Linked DNA regions of Mus musculus: all the other regions are linked to region 4. Evidence: chromatin contacts called from public promoter capture Hi-C data. All regions are on one chromosome and are shown on one strand. The core of a region is the stretch at or near the end of the contact, and the rest is flanking DNA. Distances in the headings are between cores, read along the strand shown.

Evidence for each region. Promoter capture Hi-C pulls out the DNA fragments that hold promoters and counts their contacts.
Region 1: a contact with region 4 is called in a promoter capture Hi-C map of liver, with 6 times the contacts expected there. The contact joins the promoter of Spg20 here to the promoter of Commd2 in region 4. A contact is called at or near these places in 4 of 39 promoter capture datasets (embryonic stem cells, hippocampal neurons and liver) and 2 of 9 other capture datasets (adipose tissue and liver).
Region 2: a contact with region 4 is called in a promoter capture Hi-C map of liver, with 4 times the contacts expected there. The contact joins the promoter of Ccdc169 here to the promoter of Commd2 in region 4. A contact is called at or near these places in 3 of 39 promoter capture datasets (embryonic stem cells, hippocampal neurons and liver) and 1 of 115 datasets of contacts at active chromatin or transcription factors (stem cell-derived neural progenitor cells).
Region 3: a promoter capture Hi-C map of liver shows a contact between it and region 4, with 4 times the contacts expected there. The contact joins the promoter of Smad9 here to the promoter of Commd2 in region 4. A contact is called at or near these places in 2 of 39 promoter capture datasets (embryonic stem cells and liver).
Region 5: a contact with region 4 is called in a promoter capture Hi-C map of liver, with 3 times the contacts expected there. The contact joins the promoter of Rfxap here to the promoter of Commd2 in region 4. A contact is called at or near these places in 2 of 39 promoter capture datasets (liver and pre-B cells).
Region 6: a promoter capture Hi-C map of hippocampal neurons shows a contact between it and region 4, with 5 times the contacts expected there. The contact joins the promoter of Exosc8 here to the promoter of Commd2 in region 4. A contact is called at or near these places in 5 of 39 promoter capture datasets (embryonic stem cells, hippocampal neurons, liver and 1 more) and 1 of 9 other capture datasets (pancreatic islet).

The regions. Positions count from the first base shown.
Region 1 is chr3:55,110,452-55,113,517 of GRCm38.p6, forward strand. Spg20 (spastic paraplegia 20, spartin (Troyer syndrome) homolog (human)) reads left to right here and starts at 1,657. Exons shown (of 9, transcript NM_144895.2): 1 at 1,657-1,766.
Region 2 is chr3:55,138,470-55,141,441 of GRCm38.p6, forward strand. Ccdc169 (coiled-coil domain containing 169) reads left to right here and starts at 1,569. Exons shown (of 8, transcript NM_177203.3): 1 at 1,569-1,703. The coding sequence starts at 1,621.
Region 3 is chr3:54,754,075-54,756,901 of GRCm38.p6, forward strand. It overlaps Smad9 (SMAD family member 9), which reads left to right and starts at 1,508. Exons shown (of 6, transcript NM_019483.5): 1 at 1,508-1,620.
Region 4 is chr3:57,650,110-57,653,278 of GRCm38.p6, forward strand. It overlaps Commd2 (COMM domain containing 2), which reads right to left and starts at 1,575. Exons shown (of 5, transcript NM_175095.4): 1 at 1,478-1,575; 2 at 1,313-1,390; 3 at 582-664; 4 at 1-106. The coding sequence starts at 1,544.
Region 5 is chr3:54,806,201-54,809,132 of GRCm38.p6, forward strand. It overlaps Rfxap (regulatory factor X-associated protein), which reads right to left and starts at 1,591. Exons shown (of 3, transcript NM_133231.2): 1 at 999-1,591. The coding sequence starts at 1,475.
Region 6 is chr3:54,733,782-54,736,740 of GRCm38.p6, forward strand. It overlaps Exosc8 (exosome component 8), which reads right to left and starts at 1,583. Exons shown (of 11, transcript NM_027148.3): 1 at 1,227-1,583; 2 at 515-551; 3 at 322-385. The coding sequence starts at 1,243. It overlaps Alg5 (asparagine-linked glycosylation 5 (dolichyl-phosphate beta-glucosyltransferase)), which reads left to right and starts at 1,758. Exons shown (of 10, transcript NM_025442.3): 1 at 1,758-1,868. The coding sequence starts at 1,803.

The DNA.
Region 1 (3,066 bases), core at 407-2,906, 2.5 Mb before region 4:
GTGTGTGTGTGTGAGTGTGTGTGTGTATGTGTGAGTGTATGTGAGTATGTGTGTGTGTGTGTGTGTGTGAGTGTGTGTGTGTGTGTGTGTGTGTGTCCCATCTAGATACCACTAGAGGATGAAGACATTAATTTGAACACTGCATGCTGGAAATACCTGGTCCCAATCACTCCAAATTGTCAATCTTTGTAAAGCCATTTTGAAGTATTTCCTAGAAATTGAGTGTGTGAGTAACTATAATTGGTAGCAAGTAGATCTGTAGACAAGTGACTTAATTTTATTGCCTGAAGAAATGGAGGGATTCTTTGTCTAACACACACACACACACACACACACACACACACTAGATATGACATTGTAAAATGATTTTGAGCATATGATTTGAAAGCAGTTAAAGAATAAAGGCAGGATGCCATTATAAAATCCTACCTGATTCACTTAAACAAAATAAATAGGAGTGTGTCCTAGTTATATTTGTTGCTATGATTCAGAGGAATAAGAAGAGGTTTAACTCAGGTCACTGGTCCAGGTTATAATCCAGTATTATGAGAAAGTCAAGCAGGAAATCAAACATCTAGATATATCACACCTACAGTCAAGAGCAGGGAGAAAGGAATTAACTCAGGCTTGCCTGCCTGATTGCTTGTGCCTAGTGCATTTTCTCCATTCTTTCAAGGCCTCCTATCTTGGAAATGGTGCTGCCCACAGTGAGCTGGGTCATGCCACATCAATTAACTTAAGACACCCCCCACACATCCAACCTAACGCAGACCATCTCTCATCGGGACTCTACCCAGGTGATTACAGGTGGTGTCAAGAGAGGGAAAGGAATTTTACAACGACTGAATTATTTGAATCAAGATAAATGGATAATTTTATGAACAATTCTAACTAGGGGTAGACTTTGCTGGGCTGGTTTTGGTTACTTAACACTCCCACCAGTAAGGCAGGAGGACCGGAAAAAAAACCATCTTGCCAAACCCTTTTCTGCTTATCTTTTGATTACAGCCATTCTAATGAGACAGAAGTTACATCTCATTTTGATTTGAGTTAGCCTGAAGACTCGTGATAGTCACTATCTTTTGTTTGTTTGTTTGTTTGTTTTCGAGACAGGGTTTCTCAGTATAGCCCTGGCTGTCCCGGAACTCTCTTTGTAGACCAGGCTGGCCTCGAACTCAGAAATCTGCCTGCCTCTGCCTCCAGAGTGCTGGGATTAAAGGCGTGTGCCACCACGCCCGGCGGATTCACTATCTTTTGATATTCTTTCTGGTGGTCTGTATATCTTGTCTAAAGAAGGATCTACTCAAATCTTTTATTCACTTTTAATTGTTGCACTTATAAATTATTATGGTGTGTTCTTTATGGATTACAGAGCAAATAAAAAATAATGACCTCTTCTTCACTGCTGAGCCGTCTCTCCAGCCCCCAGCCTTGTGAGGTTTTTGTTTGTTAGTTTGTTTTGTTTTTATGTCACAGATTTAACACTTTGCACAGGTCAGGCAAGGTCCCAGGTTCCAGGCAACCATTTGTTCTCCCAATCCTCAGTGCCCGACCCAGGTCTCCCCCTGGCGGCCGGAAGCTGTCATTGCCGTGGCACTGCGGGTCCCTTCGGCGGCCCCAGGGCAGCCGGTACGGAGTGCGCAGGCGCGGTCCGACGTGGCCTGGGCCTGGCTGAGGCCGGAGGGTGTGTGGGGCCTGCAGTTGCGCGCTCTCCGTGGGCTCTCGGGCTCGGAGCGGACCGCTGGCTACCCGTGCGCCTTTGGAAGGTCAGAGTGGGCAGAAGCTCAGCTCCGCGCCGGTGTGGTGACGCGTGGGCGGGGCCGGACCTAGAGGGCGTCACGCGGGGCTTTGTGAGCCGGGTCCACCCCGGGACGCCCAGCGGGGGTGGGGGCTGCGGCCCGGGTCCAGGCGGCATCTTGCTGAGAGCCCTTCTGCCAAGGAAGTTTCCAGAAGTCCTGCTGAGGCTATTCCAGCTAGTACTGAAGGAGCCTTCGCCCATCTTTCGTCTCCTACAGCTCTGGCCCGGGGAGCGGCGCTCAGGTCCTAGATCCTCCTGCCCCAGGAACCCGCGCATCCCTGGTGCTGGCCCTCCCATCCTTGGTCCCTTCTTATCCCCGGCGCTGGTCCTTCAATCCTGCGCCCCCGCGCATCCTTGGTGTGCGTTTACCTATCCCTGATCCTCGCTTGTCCCTTGGTTCGGATCCTCCCATCCCTGATCTCTGGTGATCCCTAGTGTGCGTCCGCCACTGTTCCCTCTCCAAACCCCACTGGCTTTCTTGCTCCTCTACAGCTTGTCCAACGTTGGCAGCTGAAAGCGCCAGGAGCCACAACACTGGCAGTGAATGGAGCGGGCATTGGTAATTGGGATACAAGTTTACTGGCTTCCAGCATCTCAAAGGACCCCCGAGGCCTAACTTTAGGTCTAGAAAAGTTTTCTCTGGGAGTGTGTGTGGTTTTGTGAGGCTACTTTATTGCTCTAGTGTACGGCTGGTTCCGTTATTCCCCATGGTTGTGGGATTGCTTAAGGATCCTCGAGATTTGCTTTGTTGTATTATAAACGGAACGGTTTTTGATCGATGAAATGACCCTCGGATACCTAAGAATTTAGCAACTGTTTTAAAATTTTCAGAAGCAATTAAGTGAATAATGAGTGCTCCTAGTTCTGAGGGAACTGGTCTTGGTTGGTGTGCCTTCCTGATGGTCTTAATTGTGTTTGTGGAGGACTTGTTTGAAACAGGAAACCTCTGTATTTTGAGGAATGTGGTTTGTTGCCCACGTGGTGCGCGGTACAATCTGAAACATACAGTTCCCAAGCAAGAAAGAATTGTTGGAATGGTTCTAGAGTTGAACCCTCCCTGACAATCAGTCCCCCATGTTCCCGACCCAGATAGGAGGAGTGAGGGATGTAGCTTAGTACAGTATGCTCAGTATAGTTGATCATGAAATATTGTACACGTCAGAGAGAGACGAAAATCTGCTACTTTCATTTTAAAAATGTTATATCTGGGTGATGAGTAAATTAGCCTTATTTCATCATTCTATATTTAAATTAAAAGTCTGAATAAT
Region 2 (2,972 bases), core at 319-2,818, 2.5 Mb before region 4:
CGATAATGAGGAGGAGGGGAACATGGTGGGAGTGTTAGAAGGTGCCTCTCATAGCAAACCATTAGTATAGAGAAAGAAAAATCCATGATTCAGCGAGAATAATAATGCCGAGCACAGGACCCTCAGGAAACATTCTCCTTGGGGAATTTTCCTCTACTTGGTATCAGATGTCATGTCCAAGGTGCGTGCAGGACACCTGAAAGGGAAAGCCAGGGAGAAGAGATATTCCAGGGCTTTTAGACAACCCACAGACCCATTAGCTGTGAGGTTTACTCATGAGGGAAATAGCTTGCCTGGGAAACCTCATTTTGTCTGCATGCAGTGCCTGCTGAGACCAGAACAGAGAATTGGATGGTCCAACATCCATGAAGTACTGGAAACCAACCAGCATCCTTATCAAGAGCTGTGTGAGAAATACAAACAAAATGTACTCTTTCTTTTTTCTTTTTTTAAAAGATTATTTATTTACTTTATATATATTATATGAGTATACTGTAGATGTCTTCAGACACACCAGAAGAGGGCATCAGATCACACTGCAAATAGTTGTGAGCCACCATGTGGTTGCTGGGAATTGAACTCAGGACCTTTGGAAAAGCAGTTGGTGCCCTTAACCACGGAGCCATCTCTCCAGCCCCATTCTTTTCTATTAAAGAAATAAGACAGATTTCCTCTTAGAAAAATGGTAAACCACTTGGCAGAAATCTGAACTCCTGTGGGTCAGTATTTCTTGAAGTCAAAATATGTGTTGACAGTTGTCGTGTCCGGTTGTCATTTGCTTATCAGTTGTGCCCTATCCATTAGTGTTAGCATGTGAGGCCCAGCACTGACCACTCAAAATGAGGCACAGGGCCCTTTTGTGGTAGGAATGAAAACCCCGTGGAACCGTCACTGACTGTGCTTGCCTACCGATACGACAGGCTACATTCCCTTCTGAAGAAGTGAAACATTCTACCTTGTTGATTGTGTTGTGGTTGTCTTGGGACCCCCACACCACACTGGTGTCTAACAGCTCAAGTGCTCATCTCTGCTGCCCCATCTCTCCAGCTCCCCTGACCAGTTCTTAACAGTTGTCTGGATTCATGAATTTTTATGGGGACAACTCATACACACGGGCAGAGCCTATCACCTGCCTGGTAAAATATGAGAAGGGAGAGTTTTAAAACCGAGACGTCTCAAGAGTAGGATGCAAATTGTGATAAGCAGGTCAGTGCACAGAGCTGCCCAAACTCCAAGGCAGAGAATTTCTTGGCCCGAAAGTTCACAATCGTCAAAGTTCAGAATATCTTTTCAGAGTCTAACCTACTGAACTAAAGCAAATGAAGGCACTCTTAATCCAGCAACCCTAGGGGGTCAGAAGAAGTTGGATGTTCTGACAACCCACTGGCTCAGAACCCTGACCTTGCACAGGGGCTATTCACAGAGATGATACAGAAAAGGGGCATACCCGCTCCGAGACAGTTTCCCACCTAGCTCCTAAGAGGGCCTGTAGACATGAGCAACACCCTATGACGTCATGCCACGGCTCCTGGCAACGCCTTTTCCTTTAGGGTTCCTAGGTGTGCCCAGGTCTTAAGCTCTAGGTGGTACACAGGGGAAGGTCGCGCGGGAGGTCTTGCAATGGGAGAGGGCCACGGAGACACTTTCGAGGGGGTGAGCACAGACCGCCTGAAGCTGGAGCTGCTGGAGGAAATCCACATGAAGTGAGTGGGCCCTGTAGGCTCTAGCTCTCTGCTAGGCCTCCCACGATCTGAAGGGCAGGAACTCTGATGGCGGAAGGAGGCCCCTTTGTGTCGGAAGTAATGCAGGCTCATTAAGCTTTCACTCAAAGTGATGTTTATGAAGGGTTCTTTATGTGTGTGTGTGTGGGGGGGGGAGAGGTCAGTGTGCGGAAGAGGTTGGGGTGTAGGGTGGTGTGCAACAGATAAGAGCAGTGCCCATGGTGTCCAAACGGGGGCGTCAGATCCCCTGGAATTGGAGTTACCAGCACTTGTGAGCCTCCCAGTGGGTGCCGGGAACTAAGCCCCCCTCCCCCTGTCCTCTGTGGTCCTCGCTGAGTCATCTGTACAGACCTCATTTACCATTTTGCTTAATGGAGGCCAAGGGAATACAAGAGTTGTCGTGCTTTTGTAGATAAAATGGAGAAGTGGCTGCTATTCTGAAGAAAATATGTGATTGGTTTTGACGGTCCTGCGAAGTCCATGTTTTTCTGTTCATTTTGAAGAACTTCAGAAACCTGGACATTTTTGTAAACGAGCTCTGGGACCCTCTATGATTTTTGAGGGAGGGTAGGATGGAGGTGTGGAAGTGTGGGCTTGTGACACTGGGTCAGAGTTCTGCCGGTGAGCTGCATCCTGTGTCTTAAATGTTTGGGGGGGGGGGGAGTTAGTTTTATCCTGGCTTGGTGACAAACTTGTAAACCCAGGGACTCAGAGTAAGAGTGTGGGGCTGGAGGGCAGTTAGGGTACATAGGACATAGGACACTGTTTCAAGATGAGACGTGGGCTGAGGATGCCCGAATAGCATAGCATACGCAAGGCCCTGGATTCAGTTCTTAGTATGGGCAAAAATAATACAGTATTTTATGTTAGGACCTTGAATATTCTGAGAGTTTTGATTTTGTTGTTTGTTTGAGATAGGGCTTCTCTGCGTAGCCCTGGCTATCCTGGGACTCACTTTGTAGACAGGCTGGACTCAGATGCAGAGATCTGCCTGCCTCTGCTTCCTGAGTGCTGGGATTAAAGGTGTGCGCCACCATGCCTGTCTTTATTGTGAGTGTTTTGAGTAGCTATCCAGGGCCCCATTCACGGGCCTCATGAACATCAGCCCCCCTCCCAAACCCTGACCCCTCCCCGAAGTCTTAGACTTGTACTAAACTCAGGGCATTCTGAGTACAGTCTCTGTGTTTCAGAGGCAGTCAAGGTGCAGAACAGGTCTGTGTGAAGTCACATCTCAGCTCTGTCACCCAGGAA
Region 3 (2,827 bases), core at 258-2,757, 2.9 Mb before region 4:
CACAGTGCTGTGGTGGAAGAGAATTATGTTCCTATTATATGATTAAAAAAAAAAAAACGCAGAAGAAGATAGATTAGAGAGGAGAATTTTTATAACCAGGGTGGTCAAAAGAATCCATCAGCGTGTGTTCTTCTCCAGGGCTGGTGTTTGCCCTTTCTTGAATCCCACCAGGTCTTACTGTTTTATCTCCCTAACCTTTAGGGAGTAAAGTCCAGAAAGGGCAGAGGACACACAAAGGCCCGTCCCACCCCTACCCCTTCCTACATGTCTCTTGACTTCTGTGAACTCACAGCCTCCATTGTGGAAGCTTGAGCCTGCTTAGCAGAGGTCTTCCAACAGTTTGTGCTTCTTCCGAATCTGATTGGATCACTTCTTTCTTTAATATCATTTCTGGGAGGGGGGTGGAATCCCTGAGCTGCAAGGTATCGATTCAGAGAACCTAATTAGTTTACTTGCCTCTAAATATACACAAAGCACAGCCCTCTTCCAGCCCATGGCTTGGAACGTTCCACCACCACCGGACAGTATTTCTTCTGGGGTTTCTTCCTCTCCAGGTCAATCAGAAACCTATCATAGCTCGGTTACAGCAGGGTAGATGAGCCAGGTGTAGAAAGACACTTTCGATTTGAAGTTAAAGAGGCATTTAAACTTCTGCGATCTGTTTTTACAAGCAAGGCCCTCCTAGGCTACACTTGGATGATGATGCAAAACTACCCGTGTTCCAGAAAGCGGAGGTTTGAGGATTAGAAAAAGAAGTTCAACCGAAGGACCTTCGTTTACATTTCAAAGGTGCCTTGGCCTCTTAGTGGACATTTGTGTTCTGGGGCTGACTGAGGTGGCCCTGTACCATCCTCTTCCTCTTGGAAGACCTATAAGGAGGTTTGGTGAGGGATCAAAGGCCTTCGGCATACCGGTGCCACTTTCCAAGCGGCTTTTCAGAGGCAGGCAACCTAGGAGATAGCCAGGCCACTGGGCAGGAAGGTTCCTCGTGCCCATGATGTATATCATGAGTAGATTAGGTAGCATGTATTCTACGCTGGATAAGAAATCACAACCTACATATTATAGAACTGGTTTGAAACTCTGCTTGCCACTCAGCTCGTTTAGATGTTCTTGGGCTGATGCCAGGGCCAGTCATGCCTCAGAGGAACAGACAGCCAGTAAGCGTGGCCTCCAGGGACCAGGACTCTGCGGTTCAGGAGACAGGCATGGTTGGTGGTCCTGTCTGCCTCTCCTGGAGCAAGGGGAGGGGAGGACAACCGCCCCCCTCCCTCTGCTGCCTACAGCCTGTCCAGGTGGGAAGGACATTTTCTGGGGATGACCCGGAGACTCCTCTGTCCCTGAAGGCTCTCTGCAGGCATGATGTGCAGAGCGGGCGGGTGCGCGGCGGGGCGGGGAGCGTGGCGCGGCCAGGGCGCTTGGCCCCTCCTGGCTGGGGCTGCGCGCACGGCCGCCTGGCGCCCTTCCAGCGCGGCGCACTCACGCGGGCGGCCGAGGAGGAGGCTCCAGCCTGACTGACGCCTCTGGAGCCGCTGTCTCGGTCCCGCCGCCGCCCGGCCGACCCTGCAGCTACCGCGCAACCGGAGTGCGCGGGGGGCACGCGTGGCACCTCTCGGACAGGTAAGCGCTGCCATGCCGCGGGCGTGGGCACTCGGGAGGCCCCTGAGGTCCCCAGGCGTGGGACTTGGTTCTCCGTGGAGAACCTGGGTGGTGTCTGTAGTGTGCGAGGGCTCCGCGGCATCCCAGCACCTGGGACCTATGGCGCGACGCGTGACCCGGGGCGTGGGCAGGGATGCGGGATGCGCGTGGGCCGAGTGCAGAAGGATGCACACTGTCCTGTACCCAGGGACAGGCGCCCTGGAGCTCAGCTCCGGGAAGTAGTCCTTTGCTGCAGAGCATGACAGTAAAGAGGCTAGTGTGAGTGCGTGTAAGGTAGTTATTGTGACTCTGGGGGAGATTTTAAAACTCCAGGGCACCCTTGGCTACGAAGCCTTATTTCATACTCATGTCATTTTTTTTTTCCTTCTCTGCTTACCTTTGAGGCATACACAGTGAGAAAGAGAAGAAAAAAAGTTAGGAATGTTGAGTGTCTGTAGCTGTTGGGTTGTGTTTGTCTTCTCCTGGGCCTACCATTGGGTGCCAGCGCTGCGCAGACAGGAGGGGGCGAGGTGGGGACAGATGCAGGCGACTGACTGACGCCGGCCTTGTGGGAGGCGTGTGGGGAACCTTCTTAAGGGTGGCTAATCGCTGCACTTCTTACTCCCTCCCCTCTCTCCCTCTCTCTACCATGGCAATTTAAAATGATAGTTTTGAGGTCCTCCGTTAGCGTCAGCCTATCTCTGGACTGGAACTGGTCCTCCTGAGAAATAACCTACAAATGAAGTGGATCTCCTTTTGGAAGCAAATTGTATGTAATTCGGTCAAATGCACAGCCACAGAACACTAGGAATCATTTTTACTTTTATGGCTTGCTGACGACGTTCTGTAAAAATGTAATTAGCAACGGGAGTGGAGAATAACGGTAGTCTTCGGCCCTTTAAATCATTGCCGCTTCCTAGGCCACTCCTCGGGAGGATTTGTGGTTGTGAAATGTGCTAGCATGCCTGTCAATGAGAAGGAATGCCTTCGGATGTTTACACTTAAAAAACTATTCATTTATATTTTAAAAAGGAAATAAAAATTCAGCCCTAGCACACTCTCTAGCAAACGACCAGGATTCAATGCTCTGCCTTTAGAAAGCCAGGAACATGAGTTTAGATCTGTGGTTGATTATCCAAGGACATCACAGTTAAGAAACCGGTGTGGTAGTTTATAAATAAGGAACCTT
Region 4 (3,169 bases), core at 325-2,824:
TTCTGATCTCCTTTCTGTTGTCCAGGTAGAGCTGAAGCAATAATTTGTTTAGTTCTTCAGAGAATCCCAGAACAAAGACAGAGTCTTGGAAATCCAGTTCAGAAATCTAAAGGTAAATTGAGTTCAACAGAACACTGGAATTTATCTTTGTCTAGTAAATGCTAAACCATTTCTACACACACAAGTACATTATATCCTCTAATTCTATTTAGAACATTCCTTAAAGACCCACCATTCTGAAATCCAAGTTACTAATATACAAAATAACCTTATTAAAATAGGAAAGAAATTAAGATGCCTAATTTTATTTAATATTTTTCCATCAAGCCAGATAATGACTGCTGATACATTTTTAAAAATGCAATATTTCATTCTCCCATCTCCTGACATACATGGGTGATGGCACATGATGCAGAAATAGAGACAATTATAATTTAAACCGGCAAGAGGAATTCATATTAGATAACGCCAATAGCACTGTTTTGGTATACTGCACAAATTCGATTATGAGTTAGAAATATTGTAATAGGCGCCAGTTTGAAAGGATCTGGGTGATACAATACAGCTCTCAGAAGTCTTACCATAAGCTTTGAGCTCTCGGTGAGGAGATACGTTAATCCTTCCACACCATGCTGGATAGTGTCACTACTCACGTTCAGTTTTCCTAAGGTGGTGGTGGTGGTGGTGGTGGTGGTGGTGGTGGTGGGGTGGTGAAGAAATAAACAGATTATCAATTTGTTTAAAAATAAACACATTCAATTGCTCTGTTTTCAAACTATACAATAAAAATGAGTTAAGCGGAGACTACTGTTCCTTCTTAACCCACTCCACTAACAGGGGCCTTGGCTATTTCCCTCCAAGTCAGCCTAACAAAACACAAACCTGTGAACAGACACACAAAGCCCCTTCAACCCAGGCAGAAGGAGAAGTCAGTAGAGATGTTCTTAATCTCAACCACCACCACCACCACCCCCCCCCCCCCAGCTTAGAAAAAAAGCAGTTTCTGGGTAGCAAATGTTTACTAAACACTTCGATGACAGTTCCACTTCTTCAGCATGCGGTATTTTATTAAGCACCAGAATATTTCTAAAAGGCAGGTGGCACTGTATTCATTTTAAATATGAAGATATTTGTTCCACACTAGTTATAAAAGCGCGCAGCTCCTTGCAGTGTGCGCCTTGACTGACTGCTCTGCGGGGTTTTAAGAGGAACAAGGAACAAGACCCTAGGACCTGCAAAGACTCCTGCGGAGAAAGAGAATGGATCGCACTCTCCAGCTCCACAGACAGAGCCCGTCCTCCCCCTTTCTTACTGGCGGCGCCTTCGTAGATCTTCGGGTTTGAGCCCCGTCGGAGGAACTCCACGGCGATCCTCCCGAACTCGGCGACCACTGCAACGGAAGTCAGCAGCAGGCTGTGAGTGCCGGGCTGTCCCCCGGGTTGTCCCCGCCGCAAGCACCCCGCAAGCACTAACTTACCTGCAGTGTCCACTTGCGGCAGGAAGGCCAAGTGCTCCTTGTGCTCCTCGGACAAATCCAGCAGCATTTTAGCGGCTCTTCAGACTTTGCCACCCGGCGCCGGCCCCGCCCTCACCACTTCCGACCTCTGTGCAGGCAAAAAGAAGTTCCGGCGGGCGTCGCGGTACAGCCCATGCTTTGGGTTCCGGTTGCTGGCAGTCCTAGGAGCACGGTATCGTCCGGTTCACTCTATAGGAGTGAAGGTAGGCAGTGAACGCTGGTTAAAAGAGTTGAAGGTACAAGTCTTCCACTCATTCATGAGCCATCCTGCAAAAGTGTAATATGTAGTGCTGGAGAGATGGTGGTTAAGTGGTTAAGATCTCTTGTTGCTCTTGCAGAAGAACCAGATTCGGTTCCAGTACTCACGTTCTCAACCATCACTAACTCTAGTTTTGGGTATATAACACTCATGTATATGTATATGTATGTGTATGTGTATATGTGTATATGTATATACATATACTCATGTATATGTATGTGTATGTGTATATGTATATATATGTGTATATATATGTATATATGTATACGTATATTACATGTATATATACATAAATATATATGTAGTGACTATTTTGTACACTCCACAAATACCTTGAAGAAACTACACTATGACTACACTATGAGCAGAGGTCTTTGCATTAATTTCTGAAGATACAGCCCCAACTAGGGTAGTTTTGAACAGTTTGTGTAGGACTTTGTGTTATCACAAGCCTTCATGATCCCTAAATAAGCCTGTGAACGTGTCCACTTAGGCAAGAAAGGGAGCACTTTCTTAGTACAAAAGGGAAGATGCTAACCAAACATACCTTTGTTTACATGTGAGGTTTGCTTCAAATGGTGCAAACACCATTTCTTCAGATTTAGAAGCTGGCTGCTCAGTTCATGAGCAGGTAGGGATAGACACACCCTACACTGTATCCCTTGCTGCTACAACTTTGGACTCAATAAAAGGCTTCTCTCTAGGGGTCTTTTCTTGCCCACTTCTGGAAGCAGATACAGTGCTATAGCAGCAATGATAAAAGCAGCCATGTGGCAGCAGCTGCGACAGCTGAGCATTCTGAACATCAAGCCATAGAAGTGACAGCACAGCCTGACTCTTGCCAGCAGAAGAGGGAGAGCTGAGAGGCGGGGAACGTAAAATAACCAGTTTCTTAGGAACTGAAGAGGGATAGAAGATGGTAAAGATTCAAACAGACTGGGTGGGTAAGATAGCTGAGTGGGTAAGATAGCTCAGTGGATAAAAGCTGCTTGCTGTGAAGCCTGAAGACAAGAGTTCAACCCCTGGAACCCTCACGGTAGAAGAGAAAACCAACACATATGAGTTGTTCTCTGACTCACCAACGTACACTGAGGCACATGTGTTCACATATTAACTCACTCCTCCCCTCTCTCCCTTTTCTCACTCTCTGTCTCTTCCTAATGTCATAAAAATTATTTTAGAAATAATCAAAGAGTTCTTGAGTTCTAGGGAGCCAATGTTTTCAACTACCCCAGGCCCAGGAACTACACAATTGTCTATCACCAAGGGGTGAGGAATTGGATACCTGCCTATTTAGTATCTTCAGTGCTGGCTACTGCCCAAGACTAAGATATCTTGATTTTTTTTTTACACCTATAAAAGAGTCTTGGTACTTACTGTAGACCTATACAAGA
Region 5 (2,932 bases), core at 341-2,840, 2.8 Mb before region 4:
TGGCTTCCGAGTTGTCTATTAAAACATCCGCGTCGCACCTTTATCGTGAGATGCTTAGCAAACTTTTGTTATAAGAAGGTTTCCATACATACATGTTTTAGGTCTCAAAATATTAAAAACTCTAAAAGAGGATTCTAGTATCACAAAAGCGAAGATTTTTTTCTTCTTCTAACTCTCCCCAGTTACCCTATTTATAGGACCGCTTCCTTTACATACACAGTACATGGAATGCTATAGCTGACTTGACTGTAGAGAACCTTATGTCTTCACAACTCCAGGCCTTGCACTGTGTAGGTAGGATAATGCTAATACCACAAAAATCAGACGTTTATAGTAGCAATAATTTTGAGTCATCTAGGCCAAACTTCCACAAATGTTAGAAGTTCCCCTTCAAAAGGAACTTCTGTGGTAAGGAGTCTTTCTACTTTTTACGGGTTTTGTTTTGTTTTTTAAACAGCTCTAATACTTAGGTGGACTTTGCTGGGTCTGAGCTGAAATGCACACCACTTATAATTTTCACCTAACCAAAATAAATCCGAAGAAACACTAATTGGGCATTATCTTAAGGGCAAAAGACGAGGGAGCCGAGACTTAAGGGAGATGAATAATGGACCTAAATACAGACAGCTAGCAGCAGAAGCCCAATTGCAGGGCACTGGCGTCTCTCTTCCAAGCTTGACTTGAATCAAGCAACCGAGCAACGCCCATGTGTGCTGTAAGTTACTACCCCACTGTCAATCCAACTTTTCTCAGGGGCCAGGGAGTCTAAGAAAAAAAAACAAAGTCACCAAAGTTACAGAAAACCAACAGGGTGTGTCAATGTGCCGGATGCCTCGGGGTAGACACTGGGAAGGGTTTACTAAGGAGAGGTGTAGATCACCTCCAAAGTGCCCATGTCAGCTGGAGCAGAGGATGAGCCCTTGGGGAGACCCTGAGTGTGTACCAAGTAGGTTGGCACCCATCTGCCCTGGCCCCGGGGCCCCGAGGAGCAAGCATACCTCCAGTTTGACGTTGCCTGTGCTGGCCGCGGACGGGCCGCCAGAGCCCAGTGCCTGGTCGCTCTTCTTCTTCTTGTACTTGTCCTTGTACATCTTGTTGCGGTGCTTCTTGCACATCCAGGGCTTGCGCTGCTTGGCCACCTGGCTGGTGGTCTCGCGGCAGCCCTCGTACGTGCAGGTCTTGGAGCCTCGCCTGCGCGCTGCGCCGCCACCCTCCGCGTCCTCGTCCTCCAGCTCCTCCGGGCTGGCCGCACTCTCGCCGCCGCCCGCCGGGTCCGATGTGTCCAGCAGGTCGGCGTCGTCGTCCCCCGCCTCGTCCTCGGCGTCTGCCGCCGCCTCACTCCCCGCCAGGCCCGGCCTCAGAGCGCCGTCCGCCTCGGCCTCGTCCTGCCGCATCACCAGCACCGTCACCGGAGGGGCCGTCCGGGGACTGGCGGTGCTCGGCCCCGAGCCCTCGGGCACAGCCTGCGCCTCCGTGCTGCCGCCCGAGCCCGGGTCCGCCACCGCGGCCCGTCAGCTCTTGAGAAACACAACCGTACTCGACAAGCGGCAGCCCGCCGCACGTCCCGGAGCCGAACCGCCAGCACTGCACTGCGCGTGCGCCGTAGCGGTCCGCGAGCCTCTGCTTGGGAACGGCGAGAGGGGCGGGGTTGAGCAGGTGCGAGACAGAACCGACTGCGCCTGCGCGGCGGCCATCCGCAAGCGATTCCTAGGTGCAGGCTGACCAAGAACCCGGCTGACAGCCGGTCGTGGTGGCGCATGCCTTTAATCCCAGCACTCGGGAGGCAGAGGCAGGCAAATTTCTGAGTTCGAGGCCAGCCTGGTCTACAAAGTGAGTTCCAGGACAGCCAGGGCTACACAGAGAAACCCTGTCTCCTTCCAGGCGGGGCGGAGCGGCTGACAGAAGTCCCGATTGCGCATGCGCAGCTGTCCTCCGCTCGCCTGGCGCTCACCAGTTGGAAAGACTGGAGAATGGAGACTGGAGGACGGCCAGGAGACACTTTCTGCCTGGACCCATCCTCCCTGACGGGTTCAAAACGCGTCTCTCCTGGAACGTCTCTGGATAGATTAGGTTCCCGAGAGGCCTGAAGAGGAGTTTGAAACAACTCGAGGAGGAAACGGTTTATTTGGCTAATGCATCCCAGTCAAGTCCCATGGGGACATGGAGGAAAGCTTGCTCACAAGCTCTGGTTCGCCTTAGGGTTTCTACCCAGTGCGGACGCTCCTGCCTTTTCTGACATTCCCAGTAATGAGATTGTTGACTCATGTGACAGTTCTGTTTTTATTTTCCCCACAAGCTGCTCTCTGTCTTCCATAGTGGGTGCTCGGGTTGGCGTTCACACTAGCAGTGTAGGAGAGGTCCCTTTTCCCGTATTCCCCCAACCCCCGCCAGTGCTCGATAGATATCTTATCTCTGATAATAACCGTTTCATCTGGGATGAGATAGATAACACTGTTCTTCAGGATTAGGGATGTATATTACATACACCTGTTGGTCTTTGCATGCTTTCCTTTGTGAACCAACTACATCGCCCATTTCAATAGGATTATTAGGTTATTATTATTGTTATTACTTATTTTTATTACGTTTGTTTGAATTCTTTTCTTTCTTTTTTGTTTGTTTTTGTTTTTTTGAGACAGACAGGGTTTCTCTGTATAGCCCTGGCTGTGCTGGAACTCACTCTGTAGACCAGGCTGGCCTCGAACTCAGAAATCCACTCAGAAATCCACCTGCCTCTGCCTTCCCAGTGCTGGGATTAAAGGCGTGCGCCACCACGCCCAGCCTTTGTTTGAATTCTTTATTTGTTTGTTTATTTATTTATTATATGCAAGTACACTGTAGCTGTCCTCAGACACTCCAGAAGAGGGAGTCAGATCTCCTTACGGATGGTTGTGAGCCACTATGTGGTACCTTTGGAAGAGCCGTCGGGTGC
Region 6 (2,959 bases), core at 333-2,832, 2.9 Mb before region 4:
AAGAAAATAACCACAAAGTTTCCTACAAAGTAGTTTAAATCTTTTTGTTTGCCTCTGAAACTCCCCCCACCCCCACCCACCCACCCCCTGAAACTTTTGACCGGTTCAGGTCAGTGACTTGAAAATGATATTACTACTTAACGTTTTTTCATCTTTTTCTTCGGTCTCCCAATTTGAACTAAAGTTTAGATCAACTACAAGGTTGGTGTGATGATAAAAATCTCTTAACATCACCCGATTGCGTTAGACATAGTAGAGCTGGCTGAAAAACTACGTGACACCAAGGATGTCCCACCCAACTAAAAGGAAGTTTATCTTCACCTATGTTGACAGTTGTGGCTCTGAATTCACCAAGTTCTCTTCCATCAGGACGGCAGTTTTCCTTCTAAATGTTTATAAGGAAACGGGTCATAGATGTATTTCGGGTACGCAGCATTAAGCCTCATTCATTTAAATGAACCGAAGCTTGGTGTTTTTACCCACAGCTCTAACGTACAAAACCACCTTCACTCACCAGAAATCTCCTGTAATACTCCAGCGGCTCCACAGTTCTGAAACAATGTTTAAAACGTGTCTCAGTCAGTGCGTCCTAAAGCAGAAACCCAGAACTTGAGAGTGTGGTGTCTGAGGCGTGATCTCGACAGGCTCAGGCGTTTGAAACTGTGTGGCCCGTATTTATAAAAGCCACACAGCAGCAACCGGTTTCCAGCGGTGACCTTAACTGTGCCATAGTCAGGAGGAACAGAGGCCCTTGGCACACCCAGAAGAGGGTCAACCTGGGTGTCAGTCACATCACTCGTGCTCTGAAGCAGGGACCTTAGCGTGACTTCGCGCCGTTATAAACCACACTCGCCAGCATCCACAACTTTACCACGGAAGAGTGTATTGTACATACGTTTGGCCTCCTCGCCGACCCGCGGCCACAAGTGACTGCAGGTAGGTACGGTGCACGCACCGCAGACGCGAGTTTGCAGGCTGCACGCGTGGGCGGCTCCGGGTTTAACCAGAGCGCGCCCAACGCTTTCCCAGTCCCTTCCGAGGGCGGCCCTGCGTGGAGAGCGGCGTGGCCCTCGGCTAAGAGGTCCGGGCCGTCCTGGATGCAGTGTCCCTCAGCGCCTCGAGTGGGCAGAGCCCTCCCGCGGCCCCGCGAGTCCTCGGGGGGGCCCCCACCCGCCGCCGCGCGCCACACCCGCACCCGGGCCCTCTTTGCGCGCGCCGCCACTCACTTGAACCCAGCCGCCATTTTTCCGGCCCGCTCTGCGCCTGCGCAGCCCTCCGCGCCTGCGCCCTCCGGTCGCCAGGCGTGCCTCCAGCCCAGGGCACTCGGAGGGATCCTGGGTTAGGGAAGTGCAGCTACCGTGTTCCTGCGCCCGAGGCATTAACGCCAGCTCCGGCCACCCCGAGCGTCCCGCTAGTCGCCAATCTCGCGGGGTCCCACGGGCCCGCGCGCTTGTGCACGAACACACTCCCACACACACGCAGGCGCACGAGATGAAAAGGGGGTGACCCTAAAACCCTCCACGGCGCCGGGCATCCTTAGATGGCTGCTCTGCACGGCGCGAGGGGTGAAGCCAGTGCACAGGTCCAGGGCTTTGACTTGCCGCACTCGGTGACCGGCCTGCAGTCCTCGGCGGAGCCGCGCGGGGGCGCTGCGGGGAGGCCTCGGCTTTCCTGCCGTGGCGGGGCACGGCCAGGCGGGGGCGCTGCGGGCGGCGGGCGAGGGCTAGGCCGGCCTCTCCTGCGGGGCCGGCTGGGGCGGGGCGCGGCGCCGCACCGCGCTTCCGCAAGTGTGGAGCTGCGGGATGGCTACGCTGCTACTGCAGCTGCTGGGGCTCGGCGTGGCGCTGGCGGCTGCCGCGCTCATTCTGGTGAGACCGTGGTGGAGTCCGGTGCTCCGGGTGTCCCTTCCGCGCTTCCCTCGCGTGCTTGGCTCCCTTGGCCTCAGATTCCCTGAAATCCTTTGAACCTTTGTTCCCCTTTGGAACCCTATTTGAGTGCCCAGAGCCTCCGCCCAGCTTTTCGGGGCTCCTGCTTCTGAACCCCCGCCTGTCACCCCTCCACGCCACTCCCCAGTCTTCTTCCTGGGGCTCCCATATGCACTGCAGCTGGAAAGAGCGGCCGATCCATAAGGCTAGGGACGATGGGTCAGCAAAAGATAGGCCCAGACGGCGTTCTATTCATTTTGGCCAGGGGTCTTTTTGTTTTGTTTTGGGTTTTTTTGCTTGAGAATCAGGCACCTTAGCGTTTTCTTTGCCATTCCTGTAGAAACGTGGCAGACCCCTTCTGATTATGTAGAAGAGGACATATTTGCCAACTAAACTCTGCCACATAGTTTGAAAAGGAGCCTGTAACTCATTCAGAAAGCAGATTCTGAAAAGCTTGCCTGTATTGAGACAGGTGGCCAGAAAGGCCTCTGCCACCTAGCCAATGTACATGTGCACATGCACAGTCTTGGAGTGGTGTAGCCAGATGACTGTCGCTGTGTGTCCGGTGAAGCCAGGCGCCCTCTCTCACTAAAATGCCTTCTTTAAAGGCTTGGAACAAATCTGAACTTTGTTGGCCACGTTCCGGGTTGTGGCCACTTTACTTTGAATCCTTTATACAGACTTAGCTGACTGTGTGTGCACGATGAGGCTGTGTGGACTGTACTAGATCCCACTGGCTTGAACGAGTAGAGGTACCCTTTATTTTACTGCAAGCATGTTGCACTTGGTGTGCAGTGCGTTGCATCTTGAAGCCTACTTTCCATCTGCCTGTTGGCATTCTTTCTCTCCGCCCACTTTTTTTTTTTTTTTTTTTTTTTTTTTTTGAGACAGGGTTTCTCTGTATAACTCTGGCTATCCTGGAACTCACTTTGTAGACCAGGCTGGCCTCGAACTCAGAAATCCGCCTGCCTCCCGAGTGCTGGGATTAAAGGCGTGCGCCACCATGCTCGGCCTCCGCCCACTTTTGAAAATAA